Linked DNA regions of Arabidopsis thaliana: region 1 is linked to region 2. A link is a contact called in public capture Hi-C data. All regions are on one chromosome and are shown on one strand. The core of a region is the stretch at or near the end of the contact, and the rest is flanking DNA. Distances in the headings are between cores, read along the strand shown. Region 1 holds the start of AT1G66190. Region 2 holds the start of AT1G65985 (transmembrane protein, putative (DUF247)).

What was found. Capture Hi-C pulls out chosen DNA fragments and counts their contacts.
Region 1: a capture Hi-C map of seedling shows a contact between it and region 2, with 1.6 times the contacts expected there. A contact is called at or near these places in 3 of 26 Hi-C or Micro-C datasets (callus, root and seed embryo) and 1 of 3 other capture datasets (seedling).

Annotation. Positions count from the first base shown.
Region 1 is chr1:24,652,625-24,655,324 of TAIR10.1, reverse strand. AT1G66190 reads left to right here and starts at 1,327. Exons shown (of 1, transcript NM_105290.3): 1 at 1,327-2,584. The coding sequence starts at 1,484. The coding sequence ends at 2,296. GSR2 reads left to right here. Exons shown (of 10, transcript NM_105291.4): 10 at 1-210.
Region 2 is chr1:24,567,532-24,570,231 of TAIR10.1, reverse strand. AT1G65985 (transmembrane protein, putative (DUF247)) reads left to right here and starts at 1,266. Exons shown (of 6, transcript NM_001334231.1): 1 at 1,266-1,475; 2 at 1,737-1,940. The coding sequence starts at 1,762.

The sequences.
Region 1 (2,700 bases), core at 78-2,577, 85 kb before region 2:
GTTTGTTTGACCTTTATTGAAACCTTTGGTATTGGTACTAATAATACAATCTGAAAAGGCCTCTTCATGTTTCAATGTTAGAGACTAATTAAAGATCTCTTTTATTTTTCATTTTATACAAACATGAAACACCAATGTTGATCCTGTCTGGTCCGTTTTTGATCTATGACTCACAAGATCGTTGCGTACTCATATCAACGGCTTTTTGAACCCCTTTGTTTGCAAACAAACCACCAATGTGGGATGCTTATCAGTAGACCGAACAAATGACTACTTCTCCGGAATTTTATTTCCTTTCACCTTCCTTGATAACAAAGTGGATCTCAATGGGGACACTAACGAGACCATCAAGGTAATGAATAATGGGCCATAATATCTAGTGGACTATATTGAATATAAGTCAGCCTTGTAAGCTTGAGTCCATGTTATTATATCTATAAATTGGCATAACAATTGTTTAATGTGAAGACATAACAAATTTTTCAATCACAAAATTGTTGTTTCCATTTTGTGATCTTGCCTATGCAGTAGTATTAAAAGGAAAGTTATCCGAACTATTCCTAAGAGCACTCTTACTTCTATAAACGGTACTAATTAAGCCTTTTGTCTATTTTTAGAAGCAATATACCAACATTATCTGTCACATGGGTGCAAGTGATTTTGATCCATCATGGGCCGTAATCGGATCGGTCTAAGGTTCGTTCATATATTTGTCTTCTGCTAATAGTCTTGACTAGTCATTTGAAACCAGACTTCTCCTCTTCACAAAAATGTGTGAACTTTAAAACAACCATTACTTACCACAAACTAACAAAAACTTATTGTGGTACGGGACCATCATACTTATGTTCTTGAAATTTAATTGCGTAAGAAAACTGTTGGACAGAAATAATTCCTTATCATACAACAACATTCATCTCCACAATAAGCCTTGTTGACTTAAAATAATATAATTGGATAGTCATCGTCATCGTCATCGTCATCGAAACCAAAAGCTTTACACTTCAAGGTGGAGAAGAAAGTGCGTGGTTACTTCTTCCACATACTATAATAACAAAGAATCTTTTCAAAATGAATTAAAAATTTGGAAAAACTGAATCTTGTATCTAATTTTTTTTCTGTCACAACCATATTCTCGTAGTCCAGTCCATAACAAGGACTTGTAGTCCCATATTTATTGAGATATTAATGCACGAATTAAGTATACGTATACGGGACCGCTGGTGATACGTAGGATAAGCACTATGCAATTCCAAATCCAACTAACACAGAAATATAAAAAAACATTTTCTCCATGGAATTATTTAGATTGCCGTATCCATTTGGTGGACCTTAAAGTAAGGCCAACACACCTACTTACTTTCATTTTTCTTTACTATTTCCTTTAATACGAAATAAATATATTCTTCAATCATTTTCCTTAGCCTTTCCCTTCGCCACTATTAACGTTTATCTCACAAATTTTATTTACTCTATTCCCACAATGCTCCCATTTGCCAACTACTACATTTCTTCACCATCCGTCTCGGAGAAGAATGCTATCAACAACAACGTAAACAAGAGGAGGAAGAAGAAACGGGCGATGATGGTTTATGGTGGAGGAGGAGGAGGAGATGATTTAGCGGTGGTGAAGGCGGCGGCGTGGGCTTGGTACTTACGGAAAGAAGGCAAACCGATTATGAGAGAGTTTGATGTAACGAGAGCACAAAGAATACCTCGACCTTCACGGTACAAGATCGAAGCCACGAAGAACATGATCCTCTCTGAGAATAGGGTTTTGGCCGAGAATAGGGTTTCTTCTACTAAGTCTCCGCTTTGGTACACGAATTATCAATTTCGTGGGGATCAAGAAACGTATTACTCTCGTCTTCTTGATACTTACGAAACCAAGAACATCTCCAAGAGGCTTAACATTGATGATTCTAGTTTCTCCACGAGTTTAAGTAGTGTTTTGAAGCACAACGGCGATGATCATCATAATCATAATCGTAATGATGATTATGGTTTTGATGATCATGGTTTGTTGAAGAAGAGAAATGGTAGTGACAGTAATACTACTACTAGAAGTAAAACAAATAATGACAAGAGTTATAATGGTGGCTTCATGAAAAAGGTGAGCAAGAGAAGTTTATGGAAGGGAATGATTGTGATGGGTCCAGGGTCGACGGTTTGTGGGAGAAGTGATGACGTGGCTTCGCAGGCCGGAAGGAGAACGGTTAAGGTTGCGGTGGCTGCAGAGGCTCTGGTCAGGTCGGCGGCAAGTGGGAGTGGCAAGACTCAAAGTGGTCATTGCTAACTTTAGTGGTTCTTGGGTTGTTGAACTTTGAAGACTTTTTAGGCTGGAAGGACTTTTTCTTTTGAACATTGTTTTTGTTTTGTTTGATTTAATTGTACATTTCTTACTTTCAGTTTGCGATTTTCACTAGCTATGTTTTTTTTTACCAGTTTGAGTAAATATTTACATCTTTAGGGAAAAACTGACCAAAAAAAAAAAATGAAATTGTTCTAGCTCATTTGTGAGTTTAGATTAGTATTATCTCCCTTACATCATAAGAATTACTTAATTACAGCTTACCTTTTTACTAAGTACAGTTATTAAAATAATTTATTGGTAGAGTGTAATATAGAAATACATAATATTAATTACAAGTATATTAAAAAAATTCTTTTAAATTTTTAAACAAGCGAAATCCAATGATT
Region 2 (2,700 bases), core at 17-2,516:
TGAATCTCAACACGATATCTAAACAATGACACGAAATCGAAATCCTTTGTTTGAAACAAAAGCTTTTCAGCTCGAAATTTAAACCCTGGCCTGAAAGCTTGGGTATTGAGAAACATGAAAGTATAATTTTGGTTGGTTATCTATTATAGTATTATTATTAGTTAAGTAAATAGTCTTATTTATCGATTACTAATGTTTTAGCAATAGTAGTATGACCTGGCCACACACAAAAAAACGCACGATGGGTGTTTTTCTTCTTCTAACTAGTCAACGGTATTAAGTATTAACTTGATGCTGTGAGCCTGCGAGCACGAATCCATATATAAATATATATATATATATATATATATATAATTAAAAGTCCAGAAGAGTTAATGTAAGGAAGCTACGTTCCAACTACTTCATTTACTTTTTTTTTTTTCTTAAAACTACTTCATTATCTAATTAGCTCATGAAGAAAATTATTGAAAATGGTCATCATTAATTGTCATTAAAGTCGTGTTCACATTCTCATTTCCTTTCGCAACACAAAGGGTATGATTACCTTGTTGGATAACCTCTTTAGCACAACTTTATATTTTTTTATTCAATATTTACCTCTGTTCAGTTGATGTATTACCGAGTAAAAAACTAAAAATAATATTTCTGCAGTTTATTCTTTCTTTTTTTTGCCAAAACTGTATTTATCATAAAATTAAGTCGAGGTTTACCAAGCTAATCTAGGCTTGTATTATCATGGCGAAATATGGCAACAATGACTTATTCTATTTTCATAAAGTAACAATTAGGATGAGTTGTACTATTTTCATGTTTTAATAAAAAAAACCAGAAAAACTTTTATAAATTAATAAAATCTGGATTTATATATTTTATTAATTTGTAGAAAAATTTGTCTAATTTCTTAGTTTAAAATAAAATTTCTAATTAAAATAAGTTTTTTTTTGTTGTAAATATTAATTTTCTACAATTAAGTACAAGTGAGAAAGCAAGTATCGTGTGTAGAAGACAACACCAACAAATTTTAATGAAGTAAAAATATTATAGACGAATTCTAACAAAAATTATTGCGAGTTCTAGATGTTTTACTGTATTAATACTTGGAGATCATTGTTATTAACAGAGTGGGACCATTAAAAATTTGAGGCCCATACGAATTATTAAGTATTCCGTATTATATATTTTTATAACTACAAGTTGTACTATTTTTATATTTTTATTCATTGACTTATAGGTTCGCTCTCTGTCAAAAATTTTTATCAATACTAAAAGACACATCTTCCTGCTTTTAAAGAAATCTCTCTTTTTATAACTACAAGTTGTACCATGTTATTCATTGACTTATATATGATCATCTACTTCGAACAAATTTTCATAATACTGAAATACCCCCTCTCTGTCAAATTTTCTAAACAAGAAAAATCGTTAAAGGGTTTAAAAGAGACGGATCTTCTTCCCATAGCTCATCCATATTACCAGTAAGCTTTCTTCCTTATAGTTATGTCTTTAATTGATATATATATATATATATATATATATATATATATATATATATTTATATATATATATATATATATATATATTTATATATATATATATATTTATCTATAAGCATGCATGATGTGAACAAAGATAATAATTGAAACCAATTTTCAAATAGAACCCATCTCGGTTTAGAAATAGATCTAAGAATATATTATACTCGAGTCTTCAACTTTTTATTTGTTTGTGCAAAACAGAAAAAAGTCCTTGGACTAATCCAAGATGGAAGTTCATATAGATTTGGATGAAAAAGTTCAGGAACCCTGCATTTATAGAGTACCAAATCGGATGCGAGTAGTGAAACCTGAAGCCTATACACCCAAGGTGGTCGTCATTGGCCCACTTCATCGTTCTCTCAAATCAACTGCTAAGGACGGCGCTGAAACAAGTAGCAATCCATGGTACGTCAAACACATTACACACACAGACGAATATATATGACGATAAATATATGTACAATATCGTCAATATTTTCTTGATTTCCTTTTTTTTTTGGGCAAATGCTTATATTTTCTTGATAATATATTAAAATAATATTAAAATGTAAAAGAACTCAAAAATTTATCAACAAATACAGCTATCATCTCAATTACGATTTGACCTAATATTTGAATTTGATCCGATCCAATTCAAAAACAGGTTAGTAAAAAAAAAAAAAACAGGTTAGGACTCAGATTTTCGGGAATCTAGATCCGGATAAGTTGGATCCATTTTGATATATATATTTTTTTTAATATATGTATTAGATATATCTAAATATTATATGTCGAAAAAAAAAATCTGTATATTATATAATAAACTGATGAGTACCTGAAAATATCACAAAAAATAAACTTCATTTTAAAAACTTGGAGTATCTTTAATAATGTTCATGAAAAATATGTTAGAAAATGTTCTCAAATGTTTATGAAATCAATCAGATTATATTCTATTTAATACTTTGTTTCGCTATTTTCTTCGGATTCAGATCAAATTCGGGGAATTAGCATATTCAGATCTGAGAAGCTGTTTCTGAGATCTGGAAAATCCAGATCTATTAAATTATAAAGCATACATACTTCCTAGAATTTTGCTCAAAAAAAAAAAAAAGGACTTCCTCGAATTATATATTTTGGTTATTTCTGTTTCTGTTTTTGTTTTCCTAAGGAATATTCCAAAGGA